Regions from separate parts of the Mus musculus genome. Here region 2 is linked to region 1. Evidence: chromatin contacts called from public capture Hi-C data. All regions are on one chromosome and are shown on one strand. The core of a region is the stretch at or near the end of the contact, and the rest is flanking DNA. Distances in the headings are between cores, read along the strand shown. Region 1 holds the start of Ms4a18 (membrane-spanning 4-domains, subfamily A, member 18). Region 2 holds the start of Ms4a4d (membrane-spanning 4-domains, subfamily A, member 4D).

Region 1 (6,828 bases), core at 3,094-5,593:
TGGATGGCCTGTCATTGTAAGAAAACTTTGTCACGTTTGTGCTGTTACAGGGAAACTTTCTAATGCCAAGTTTGATGATATATTCTGTTATATTCTGTGCCCTTGGAAACCAATCATGATAGAACTCAGTAGATTAGTTACCCACCATAAGCTTGGAGCCAAAGCAAGCACCCAACAGCACTTTCTGTACCTGTGTATAAGCTTTTATGATATAAACTGCCCCTGAGATGGACCCTCACATAAAAGAGACACAGGAGGATCTGGGGGTAGCCACTAGAAAGTCCCAGATGCCAGGGGCCCAAGAGGTTCCCAGGACCCAACAGGGAAGACATTAGCCAGAGTACCCAACAAAAGGGAGATAAAACCTGTAGAGACCATATCCAGTGGACAGGCACAGCCCCCAGTTGAGGGATGGGGTCACCCACTCACCTCAAAATACTAATCCAGAATTCCTCCTGTCAAAAGGAAATGCAGGGACAAAATGTGGAGCAGAGACTGAAGGAAAGGCCATCCAGAGATTGCCCCACCTAAGTATCCATTCCATCTGCTACCAAACCCAGACACTATTGCTGATGCCAAGAAGTGCTTGCTGACAGGAGCCCAGGTATAGCTGTCCCCTGAGAGGCTCTGCTGGAGCCAGACCAATACAGATGTAGATGCTCACAGCCAAACACTGAACTGAGCATGGGGACCCCAATGGAGAAGTTTGGGCAAAGACTGTAGGAACTGAAGGGGTTTGCAACCTCTTGGACAAACAATATCAACCAACCAACCTCCCCCAAAGCTCCCAGGGACTAAACCACCAACCAAAGAGGGACCCATGGCTCCAGTTTGATATGTAGCAGAGGATGGCTTTATCTGGCATCACTGGGAGGGGAGCCCCTTGGTCTTGTGGAGGCTTGATGACCCAGGATAGGGGAACACTAGGGCACTGAGGCAGAAGTTGATGGGCAGGTAGGGGAACACCCTCATAAAGGCAGGGGGAGGGAGGAGAGAATAGAGGGCTTGTGGAGGGGAAACTGGGAAGGGGGATAACATTTGAAATGTAAATAAATAAAATAACCAATAGAAAATGAAAAAAGAGAGAGAGAGACATACTCCAAAATGAGAAACTATTTGGAATAAGACTTCCATTTTGAGTCGTAGAGCTCCCTGGGAACTGACATACTACTTGGCAGAAAGAGGCATGTACATGGGTAACTGACATCTTGGTTGTCAAGCTAAGACATGAATGTTAGACAAGTCCCATCCTAGAAGACAAGTTAAGACATGAGTATTACACAAGGCAAGTCCCCTGCCAGAGTTGAATACCCCAACGAATGGGAGCAGAATATGTATACGACAAAGATGTGTTCCTAAGGCAACCCCCATCCCTAAATCCTGATTGATAAAATAACTTGGCACAGATTTTCTGCATTTTGGGTTTAAAACCCTTATAGAATCTTAACTCGGGTCATGGTTCATTTCCTGAATCTGAGCCATGGCCCTGGTCAACCAATCTTGGGGCATATGTTCAATAAGCTATCACTGTCTGACTAAGATCAAAAAGGAAGAGAGAGAGAGAGAGAGAGAGAGAGAGAGAGAGAGAGAGAGAGAGAGAGAGAGAGAGAAGAAAGAAAGAAAGAAAGAAAGAAAGAAAGAAAGAAAGAAAGAAAGAAAGAGGGGGAGGGAGGGAGGAAGGAAGGAAGGAAGGAAGGAAGGAAGGAAGGAAGGAAGGAAGGAAGGAAGGAAGGAAGAAATAGGGGAGGGAAGGAGAGAGGAGGAGGAGGAAAGGGAAGGAGAAAGAAGGGGAGGGGAGGGGAGGGGAGGGGAGGGGAGGGGAGGGGAGGGGAGGGGAGGGGAGGGGAGGGGAGGGGAGGGGAGGGGAGGGGAGGGGAGGGGAGAAGAGGGGAAAAGAGGGAAGTATCTCACACCAAAAGAGTCTTTTCACTAAGAGGACCACAACCCAGTCACTTCCTACAGGCCATACCTCTCAAAGGTCTCAATACCATAACAGTAAATGACAAGCTTCCAGCATACCAACTTTTGGGGGGAAATCATATCTGAACCATACCAGTCTCCAGTAAGTGCCTGATCAATGAACTCAGTGTTCTAGAAAACCAAGTGAGTAACAGTCTACCATGGTATTTCTGCTCAATTCACTTTTGCCTATGTTGTTGGCCTTCCTGCTCAGATGGGAAGGTGTCCTGGGACTCGAAAGCTCAGGAACCACACAGCTTTGAGGAGAGCAGGTATCCCAACCAAAAGGCATCCTCAGACATGGGAGCCCAGGAACCACATAGTTCTGAGAGGACGCCTCCTCAGCAGAGGCATTGCAGCTCCCAGAGGAGGGATCCCCAGCTGAGCTGAGGAGCTCAGGAGCCTCAGCCTGAGCCTCGCTCCTTCTCTTCTCTTCTCTTCTCTTCTCTTCTCTTCTCTTCTCTTCTCTTCTCTTCTCTTCTCTTCTCTTCTCTTCTTCTCCTCTTCATTGTTTCTTGGCTTCTTCTGATAAAAGAGTGACACCAGGCAGCAGATCTCATGAAAGAGATTTATTGGATGGGGTCCAGGATGCGGAAGAACATGTCTGCTCCTAGGAGAGTGGAGAGCCAGGAACTGGACAAAGGGCAGGACTTACACAGGATTTTTAAGGAGGTGGAGCTTTTCAGAGCAGAAATTATCAGATTGGAGATTGGTGGGAGTTCAAGTCCTGCACTTGGGGGAGCTAAGGGATTGGTGGGTTTCGCTGTTTGAGGAGTGTTGAGTTTTCATGCTCAAGGATTGGTGGGTTTCTGTGGGAAGTTCAGAGATTAACGGGCTTTCTTATTCAGGAATTGGTGGCTTTTGTACAGACTCTTCACCTAAAATTAGCATAATCTAGGGAGGGTTCTGTTGAGGGGCTGGAGATGACCTTTGTGACAGTTACAGAGGCTGGATACACAGTCATGACAATTAGGGTGATTTGGGGGAGGGGTCTGGCTGATGGAGCTCCTCAGGCAGGGGCCTGGCCACTTTCCAACCTTGAGGGTTTATAAAGTCTACAAAGTTTACAAAGGGAGTCCATAGCATGGAGGGAAAGCCTTCCCTGACACTTGAGAGGATAGCCAATTCATCTCATATTGAACAATACAGAAGAGAATTATCAACTCATTCAAGACAAGAAAATTTTAAAAAATATCAGGACTCATCAAGGTACCAGTAATTTGTCATGGTACACCTGCCAGTTCGTAGTATGTTCTAGTTTGCTTTTTTTTTTCTTACTGAGATAAAATTTTGATCAAAAGCAGCTTGGAGAATGGTTTGTATAGCTTGAAGGTTGTAATCCATCACCAAGGGAAGCCAAAGGGAACTTAGAGCAGGAACCAGGGTATGGGAACTAAAATGAGAGCACAAAGGAGCACTGCTAACTAGTTTCCTCTGGTGTGCTGGGCTGTTTCTTATACAGCCCAGGCCCACCTGCCTAGGAACAGCAATCCCCACAGAGGGCTGGGTCCTCTTACATCAAATAGCAATAAGGAATGCCTGCCCCAGACACGCCCACACACTAATCTGATGGAAGCAGTTCCTCAACTGAGACTCCTTCTTTCCCAAGTGACCCTAGATTTTGTGTCCTATTGACAAAACCTAACTGGTAATGATAGAACTGGATTCTTATTCGTGTCTTCTTCTGCTACAGTCCAGGCTGTGTGGCTCCTGTACCCTGTTACTCCTATTATACTGATCACAGGCAAAACATGAGGGTGGCAATGAGGACAACGAGGTCATTCTTGTGACCCAGCTTCACCCTATATACTCAAACTAAAATCACAGTTCTATAAGAAAGCAGGCTGAGCAAGCCAGGGGAAGCAAGCCTGTAAGAAACATCCTTCCATGGCCTCTGCATCAGCTCCTGTTTCCTGACCTGCTTGAGTTCCAGTCCTGACTTTCTCTAGTGATGAACAGGGGTTTGGAGGTGTAAGCTGAGTAAACCCTTTCCTCCCCAACTTGCTTCCTTGTCATGATGTTTTGTCCAGGAATGGCACCACCCACAAGGGACCTCCCCAGTTGATCACTAATTGAGAAGATGCCCCACAACTGGATCTCATGGAGGCACTTCCCCAACTGAAGATCCTTTCTCTGTGATAACTCCAGCCTGTGTCAAGTTGACACAAAAAAACAGCCAGTACACTCTGACATTCTGCATGTTACACTTTCTCAGAGGCAGACTTTGGAATGCTCACACAGAATCCTATTCTAGACACGGTCATAAATACTCCGAGGTGCAGATAAATTCAAGGTGGGAGCCTGACATTATATTCATTGGCTCTCGGTGAAACTTCAAGGAGGACTTTGGAGCTTGAAAGAGAAACCTATTATTTCTTCCCTTGTGAGAAATTTCTAAAGCAGCTGCAGGAACTGCCAGGGCCTAAAGAAGGAGACAGACTTGCCAGGACTCAAGGTAAGATTTCTGGGAATTCCTTCATAGAGTCTTGACAGAGCTTGGACCCTATCAAGAGGGCTCCAAGACCTGGACAAGCTCTGGAAAGGTCTTTTGGGAGCTGCAGGAATCAGGAGACCCCTATAGACTGTACACTGATGTATGGTGGGAGCTCACAACAACCCAACCTCTGAGACTATTGCTCAGCCATCTGGGAGGCTGCTGAAGAATCAGAGCAGGTTCCTGGAGCTAGTTCTCCATCTGCCTGAGCAGAGTAGTCCCAGGACAGAAGGCTGGACACCCAGGACAGAAAGCTGGATGCCCATGGTGGAGGCAGAGGAATGACCACTGGCTTTTTGGATGACCACTCCCTGAAACCATCTGGTTAAATGCATGGTGGTCAGGTTTGTTTAGGAACTCAGCCAAGAATTGGTGGGAAAGAACAACCTCCTTTGTTCCTATCAGGTCCTCTGGAGCCCAGCCCAGGGCTCAGCTGCTGTATCAATCACCATGTGTACAACGATATTGCTCTTGAATAACAAGGAACCTTTTATGAAAAAAAAAAAGAGGAAAGACAAAGCTAACCCATTTTCCTATGGCATGGAAAAGAGAATAGCATTCAGCGTAGTATGAAAGGCAGACAGATCTTCCATCCAAACCATCAGGATCTCAGTTCCTGGTTACAGTAGAATATCTACCTAGAAAGCACAGAGCCCTAGGTTTGGCACACACACCCTCAGCTCCACATAAACTAGGCACGGTAGTAATCATGGGAGGTGGAGGTAGGAGAATCCTTAGCTATGTAATAAGTTCAAAGATAGCCTGGACTACGTGAGACTCTGTCTCAAAAAGCAAACCTTAGCTTCAGCATTTCTTTATGACTGTGCTCAGGTTAGCTAACCTCTCAGACCCTCGATAGTAATAGTACATGGCCGGAGGTGTTGCTTATCATATCAGTAGGGCTGTGAGACATAATCTGCAGTTGCTACAGTTGTTACTATCCATCACCTCCCTGGAGAACTTGGAGTTCTTGAGAGAAGGCCAGGGATGCTTGACACAGGATGTTCTTACAGCTGAACATTCATGGTTTGTGTCACCTGACAGGCACAGAATTCTTCTACAGAAGTTAAAACACGGTGGTAACAAGGAGATAAGCCTGGGTTCCAAGCCCACTCCTGAGAGCTGTGTGGCAAGTCATTCCCCCTTCAGAACCATGGTCCCCATGAGGCTTAGTGGAATCACAGGGGATATGGAAATGAGGGAGACATCAGGGGGAATTCCTTGGCTGTCAGGTGTCAGACCAATGACAGGCAAGTCTCTTGTTCATTTTTTAATGGGTGCTGAGGATTGAATCCAGGCCCTCTCGTGCACTGAGCTCTGGCACCACACAGCATTTCCGGGCCTTTTTAGTTTTATGTCATTTTAATTTTGAGACAACATTTTATTAAGTGGTCCAAGTCATCTTGAAATTGCTCTGTAATATAAATAAGTCTTGAAGTTGCAATCTCCTACCTCAGACTCCTAAGGAGCTTGTATCATGAGCCTGTGCAGCCCCAAATTGACAAGTGTTTTGTTGCTGTTGTTTTCTCGGTTTAGCTTCAAGACAGGGCCTCACATATCCCAGGTTGGCCTCAATAGCAGAGAACAACCTTGAACTTCTGAATCTGATTTCACCTCCCTAAGCATGGGACTCTAAGCACATGCTACCACACCCAGTTTATATGATGCTGGGGATAGAACCCAGGATTTCATGCACACAAGGCAAGCATTCTACCCACCAAGCTACATCCACAGTCCTGCCAGGTGTTTTTCTTACAGACAAGAAAAATTGCAAAAGGCCTCAGAAACTAGCTTGGTCTTACAAGGAAAATCTGGATATGTTCTGAATTTTTACCAAGTGATACCTGCATTGCTGACCTAGAGACAACGTTTTAAGATCCACTTGACTTAATATTAGAAATAAAACAGTTCGGAGTCTGAGGGAATGGTAGGGTTCAGAGAGTAGTCTTTCTGTTGCAGATGGCTGCTACTCTTCAACAAACACTGAGCTAAGAGTGCTTTCCTGTGCTGGAGGTGAGAGCCCCAAGGAAGGACTTGAGGGCTTGTTGGAAGGACAAGTCTATATCTACATTTCACAGAGCTAGTGCCCTTACACCTGCAGGTCATAAAAGCAGAAACTGTGAAACAGACCTGGAGCTGTCTGACCTCTGGACCCTGATGCTGCCTTGCCTGTGGCTTCCTTATCTGGGTGATCAGTAGTGAAAGGTGACAGTCCAGCAGCCAGCAGAGTCACATTGATATCAGCCCTTTGGGGTATTTTCCTCACTCTGGCACCTGCTGGCACCATAAAGCACTATCATGAGTTTACTTGGTATTTGTCATCTAGAGAGTCCAGAAAGCTTTTTGCTTGCATCATGCTAGAATCCAGTTCACCT
Region 2 (7,053 bases), core at 1,322-3,821, 520 kb before region 1:
TACTGTTCATACACCTTCATGTGTGCTACGGCAAGATGGTTCCTTGGAGTGGATCCATCTGGCTGTCACTCCTAGGAAATGTATTACTTCCTATGTTACTTTGGTGGCACTTGTGATTTTTAAAGGATGCAAGCACAGAAGCACAGTATGGAAATAATGAGAAGAGATTTTTTTAACATTATAGTGCCTTATAATAATAAACAACTGACTGAGCCAACTGACTGATATATATATATATATATATATATATATATATATATATATATATATATATATATCTCCAACATTTAATTGGGGCTGGCTTACATTCAGAAGTTCAGTCCATTATCATTAAGGTGGGAATGTGGCAGTGTCCAGGCAGGCATAGTGTAGGAGGAGCTGAGAGTTCTACATCTTCATCTGAAGGCTGCTAGCAGAATACTGGCTTCCTGGCAGTTAAGATGAGGGTCTTAAAGCCCACATCCACAGAGACACACCAATTAGAGTAGGACTGAGCTCCTTTTACCCCATTTGCCCAGTCTTCCTTTGTTAACCATTTTCTGAAGACTCAACAGATTATCTTTCCCTTCCAGTATTCCATTGAGCCCTTTCCCAGTGCAGCTTTAGTTTTTACTGATGGATCAGCAAAAGGCAAGGCTGTGACTATGAATGGTGAAACTTTTTATCAAGAAACTTCTGAAACTTCTGCTCACAGGACAGAATTAATTGCTGTGATTTTTGCCTTTACTAAGTTACAAGACTGTCTTTTTAATCTCTACGCTGATTCACAATATGGTTAAACTGTTCCCAGCCATTAAAACCTCTATTCTGGCCTTAAATAAATCTACCATACCGTCACTTTTATTTAAGTTACAACTTTTATTACAAAGCAGAACTTTCCCGTGATTTATAAGTCATCTATGGGCACATACTAATTTGTCTGGGCCCTTAACAGAGGGTAATCTGCTAGCTGACCTTGCTACATGACCTCATGGACTGGTAGAATTAACGTTGTGAAAATGATCATTTAACCAAAATCTATTTACAGATTCGAAGGAATCCCAATCGAAATCCCCATATCACTCTTCACAGAAATAGAAAACCCTCCTAAAATCTATATGGAACTACAAAAGACCCCAGATAGACAAAACAATCCTGAACAAAAAGAACAATGCAGGAAAGATTACTACTCCAGATGTTAAGATATATTACAGAGCCACGGCAAGAAAGACTGAATGATACTGGAACAAAAACAGATGTGTAGACCAGTGGGATAAAAACAAAGGCTCAAATATGAACACACACAACCTCAGCCAATTAATACCTGACAAAGATGACAAAACATAAACTGGAGAAAAGAAGGTATCATCAATAAATGGTGCTGGAAAACTGAAAGTCTACATGCAGAAGAATGAAAATAGAGCCCTATCACTTTGCACAGAAACTAATTGCAAATGGATCAGAGACCTAACCTTGGAACCTAAAACACTGAAACTGCTAGAAAAAAAAAAATAGTAACCTAGATGATATAGGTGTAGGAAAGGACCTTCTGAATAGGCGTCCATATGGATATCCAAGATTAAAGACCAACAATTGACAAACAGAGCTTCACAAAACTAGAAAGCATAGCTAAGGAAACAGTCAACTGGGCCAGGTGACTAGGAAGCCCTTAGAATGGGCGAGAACATTGCCAGTTATACATTTGAGTGAGAATCTAGCTTTTTGACATGCAGGGGGTGTGAGGTTGGGCTTGGGCTGGCAAGCAGGAGAAGCAGAGATCTCAGGGCTGGCCCTGCTCTTTGAAGCAGCTCTGTTACTGTGTAGTAGCCCTTGCTGTGGTGTTGGGGGAGGGGCAGAGAGTGGATAGTAGCCCTTGCTGTGGTGTTGGGGGAGGGGCAGAGAGTGGAGGCTGGCAGCCAGCTAGTTAGGTCAAAATGAGATTTGGAGAGTGTAGCTAAGAGTCAAAGGGGCCGGGGTGGGGGAAGCTGGCCAGGAAAAGTCAGAGAGAGAGAGAGAGAGAGAGAGAGAGAGAGAGGGGGAGAGGGAGAGGGAGAGGGAGAGGGGGAGGGAGAGGGGGGAGGAGAGGGAGAGAGAAAGAGAGAGAGAGAGAGGGGGAGGGAGAGGGAGAGGGGGAGGGAGAGAGAGAGAGAGAGAGAGAGAGAGAGAGAGAGAGAGAGAGAGAGAGAGAGAGAGATATCTTTTGAACTAGGTCAGAGTTTACTTACTCCTTGAGTAATGTGGTGGAGTTTCGATGTGGGACTCTATTTGTGGGTATGCTTGAGCTGGGTTTTCACCACGATGGTAGTGCCAGTTGTAGAGTCCTTGGGTCCCGCTGTCACAGGGCAGGGCCACTCAGGGAGGCAGGATGTAGGATGTTGGATGTGTGATGCTGGATGGCAGATGCTGGAGTTGTCTGAGCTTACCCCACACTGTCCAGGCTCCTGTTGGGCCTTAGGGAAGCCCTGAGAAGATGCTCAGAAAGTGGGAAAGCACAGTCAGAGGTGCGGGGGACAGCCAGAACAGGCTCGGAGGTCCCCAGGCCTGAGATGAAGCCCGGGCTGTGGGGTTCCCTTGGAAGTCCAGGCGCAGCTGGAAGTTGCGAAAGAGCTGAGAAAGGAATCTGGGCGGGGTCTCGGGAAGAGAGGGGAGCTCAGGCTGATCCCACAGGGAATGTCCTTGGCTTGATTGCAGACTTGTCCCTGATTTTAGTGGAATTGCTTTAAGTTTCTCTTCATTTAGTTTGATATTGTCTATTGGCTTGCTGTGTATTGCTTTGATTATATTTAGGTATGTGGCTTGTATCACTGACTTCCCCAATAATTAAACATGTAGGGGTGTTAGATTTTGTCAAAGGACTCCTGAACTACAAAACTTCAGGAGAAATAACCATCCCTGACCTCAAGCTGTACTACAGAGCTATAGTGAATAAAAACTGTATTGGTATAAAGACAGACACATAGATCAATGGAATCAACCAAAGACCCAGATATAAATTCACACATCTGTGGGGACTTGATTTTTGATAAGGAAGCCAAAACCATACAATGGAGAAAAGAAAACATGTTCAACAACTTGTTGATTTCATCTTCTTTATCTGCTCTCTAGCTAATTTTATTAGGATAATTTAAATATTTCATTTTCTGAGTTAAGGGGTAATCATATTTGAGGATACAGAAAGGGAATGCAGAAAGTTGACACCAACAAATTCATTGCATTTATTATTGTGAAAAAAACATAAGACACTACACCCAGACACAGACCCTCTAGATGGTAAAGTGGGCAAAGAGCAGGTTTGGCACACTACAATGTTAGGTCAAGTTAAAGAGGTGAGGTGCCACCTCCTCGTAGTCAGGATATAGAGCATGTGTAGAGAGGTTCTGTTCAGTGGAGATATGTCCACCAGTACCTGTGCAGAGACACAGCACATACATGAGCACATGATGACAGCTGCCCATAGACCTGCACCTCCTCTAGCCCCATATATCTTCATGACACCTAGAATTTTCTATGTTTGAGTCAAAATTTATAGCTGACAAATGTGAATACTTAGGAATCAAAGGGTATTATGTTTGGGAAGAAAAGACAGTGAAATATCTGTTAAAAGCTTCCTGATTAAGTTTTTTTTTTTTTTAACTGACATAAATGACAAGATTGTAAGTTTTCTGTATAATCACGTAGTAACATAAACACGGGCTGTGCAGCTTAAATGGCATGGGATACTGTGAACTGGGCTGACCCTGTGAATTAGTAGAGCTGAGATGTAGGCATCAAACTTAGAGAAACTTAGAAACAAGGAAGAATCCTGTCTAGAGCACTTTTCTGCTTTGATCCAGTCTTTCTTTATATTTTTAGTTGTCATTCTAAAAATTATCAAATGTTATACAGGTTAATGGGATTCAGTTTGATACACCCATACACTGTACATTGTCTATATCTGTCCTGTTTGTTTCTATCTTTGTCTATTTGGTCCCTTTTTGTTTCTATGGTTGTTGTTGTTGTTGTTATGTTAACTCACCACTAACTAGAGTTATCTGGGAAGAGAAATCTCAACTGAGAAATGCCTCTATTAGATTGGTTTGGGCCAGTCTGTGAAGCACTTTCTTCATTGACAACTGATGTAGGAGGGCCTAGCTCATGGTGGACGTGCCACTCCTGGCAAGTATTCCTAGATGGTGGATAAGAAAGCAGATTGAGCAAGCCATAGGGAACAAGCCTCTAAGCAGCATTCCTCCATAGTCTGTGCTTCAGTTTATGCTTCGATTGCCTTCCTTGTCTTAACTTCATGATGGACTCCGGGTGTAAGCTAAAATAAATCCTTTCCTCTCCAAGTTGATTTCGGTCATGATATTTATCACAGCAGCAGAAACCTGGATAAGATGATATCAGTTCACTTTTCTACCCTCACTCCTCTACCTCCCAGCCTCTTCCCAGTCTCTAATTCTTTCTTGCTGGAGATCAGCTCCAGCTGGAAGATTCTGGTATGGAGACTGGGAAGGGGCATTGGCCAAAGGGAAAACACTGACCTCCTGTTGACTTTCAAGCAAGTGGCCCCAAATAGCTCAGGAATCTTTATTCATACAATCATGATCCTGCTCCCCTAAGTTGTAATATCACTGGATATTTTACTAAAAGAAATCATAACATCAGAATTTAAAAACTTCCATCATTACAAAATCCCCTAATAGTTGCCGTTTCTTCTTCCCCACTCCCGATGGGTCTGTTACCCCCTAATCTTATTTTTCCCTACACAGCACTACTTCAGCAAGCCAAAAATAAATGTATAGCCAGGCACGTCCTGTAGACATGAGCCTATACCCAGTTGGTAGCAGTTGAGTTATATTTTTTCAAAACCTTACTTTAATAATAAGTGTACTTAAATGCTTTAACTTCCATTCTAGTCCACCACCCACCAGACATAGCAGAAAGGAAAGGTGAATAGGGCAAAGGAGGATGTGGATCTGTTTAGAAATAGTTCTTTTGAGCAAATCCTATCTGTGTTGTCAGGATATAACAGTTCAGTTTACATAAATCAGCAGGGGTAGCTCCATCCACTCAAAAAGACCATTCAGTGATCAACAACAGCAGTGCAATCAGGAAGAAGCTGTGAGTCTCAGCCAATTGGCCCAAGAAGCAGCAAGAAGCTGCCAGAACACCACCAGAAGTTCTTTAGTGGCCTTACTCTCTATGAAGTCAACAAATGACGACCAGAACAGAGTGGCAGGGGTACCAAGAGTACAAACTGCTGTTCACTATCTGTCAGATTCTATTTATATGTTTTCCAAACATCATCTGTTCTCTCACGTGTATGCTCTAACAAAACATCACCTACCCCTTTTCCAGGAGCTTTCAGAAAAACACCATGTGTATGTTCTCAGCAAAGCAACCTCCCATTTTTTCTGTTTGAGCAAAAACATCCTTTCATAACACAGTTTCCAGAAAAGTATCACATGACAACTGACTCTTCAAGGAAATTTCCACTTTAGGTAGAAAATGTGATAAAAGACAGAATTAATCATTTGTGGGTATAAATCGAGTCAACACGTAGCACCCCTCTGTCATTAAACTTTTTAAATTGTAGACAGAGACATGTTTATTGTACCAAGTAACCTTTCCTGATATGCACCTATCAATTCCTGATACCAACTTTTCAAGAACCATTTTTAAGTCTCTATTGATCAGGCAGAGCTTCCTTATTTTCTAAGTCTCTGTTGATCAGATATAGCTTCCCCATTTTAAGAGTCTGTTGCTTGCACATAGCTTAGTCATGTAAAGTCTCAGCTGATCAAACATAACTTCCTCAGAACAGGTTTTGCAAAAAAGACCCACCACTCTCTACAACTGACACAAGCTTATTCAGCATGACTTTAGCTGTTTCTGTAGGGACATGATCACATGTCCCCAAATACCCAGTATATATGCCCCAGTACAGGGGAACGCCAGGGCCAAAAAGTGGGAGTGGGTGGGTAGGAGAGTGTGTGTGGGGGGGAGGGTATGGGGGACTTTTGGGATAGCATTAGAAATGTAAATGAGGAAAATACCTAATTAAAAAAAAAAACCCTTATTATGTGATCGAGTGTTTCTCAATCTGAAGGATGTCTGCAATCAAAATGAAGGCACTCGTTAGAATAGAATGGCATCTGTAAATTGGTGCAGAAATATGTGGGAGTGTCCTCATGAAACTTAGAACACTGAACTCTCAGATTATGATAGGCCTATTCTGGCTGAGGAATTGCCTCTCTAGTCTTTGTGACAGCTACATTCCCAGCCTGACTGGACTCCCACTGTGCCCTCTACCCCTATGATAAAGTTTTAAACAATCAGTGTCTGCAGAAATAGCAGTAAGCAGAGCCCATTCCTCTGTGTTTCTTGTTTTCTCTAAAACATGGTCACTTCTGCTGTATTGATACCAGATGTCAGTCTCTGTTGAGCTTGCATTAATTCTGCTGCAATCATTGTCATCTGAAATACAAGCTTAATATTTGAGATGTTGGAGCCTTCTAGTGCCTGAAACCCATCATACATACAGACATTTGCTTGTTATCCTGGACCTGGGATATCATTGTTAGAGACCCTGGTAGGATCCCAAATAGAGTCTATGAACACACACACACACACACACACACACACACACACACACACACACACACACACCACATAAACACAGAGACACAGAGAAGCTATTGTTCTATTGTTTTTCATTGTTTAGAGGTATTTTAGAGTCTTTTAAAAAAGATTATTAGTATTACAATAATTTTATTACTAACTTGAAGTCATATAGTTCTGAAAGGAACTCCCAGATAGTGAGTATATAGTTCGCAGCTACATAGATATACAGGCATTTAATAATGTATAAACTTTTAAGTTATTATACATGAACAATATCATATCAGAATGATATTAAATTACAGAAAGAGCATAGAACAAAACTTGAAGAAATATGTTTAAGTTTTTGTTTACACAAAAAATTAATAGCTGGGCTTAAACATGACAATATTTATAAATGACAATAGTTAAACCCAACACTAACATGAAATTACTGAAAGTGCTAAAAAATTACTAACTAAAAAATATAGA

The links. Capture Hi-C pulls out chosen DNA fragments and counts their contacts.
Region 2: a capture Hi-C map of macrophages shows a contact between it and region 1, with 2.5 times the contacts expected there. The contact joins the promoter of Ms4a4d here to the promoter of Ms4a18 in region 1. A contact is called at or near these places in 1 of 39 promoter capture datasets (embryonic stem cells) and 3 of 9 other capture datasets (adipose tissue, embryonic stem cells and macrophages).

The regions. Positions count from the first base shown.
Region 1 is chr19:11,015,478-11,022,305 of GRCm38.p6, reverse strand. Ms4a18 (membrane-spanning 4-domains, subfamily A, member 18) reads left to right here and starts at 4,343. Exons shown (of 7, transcript NM_001251849.1): 1 at 4,343-4,414.
Region 2 is chr19:11,532,312-11,539,364 of GRCm38.p6, reverse strand. It overlaps Ms4a4d (membrane-spanning 4-domains, subfamily A, member 4D), which reads right to left and starts at 2,571. Exons shown (of 7, transcript NM_025658.5): 1 at 2,205-2,571.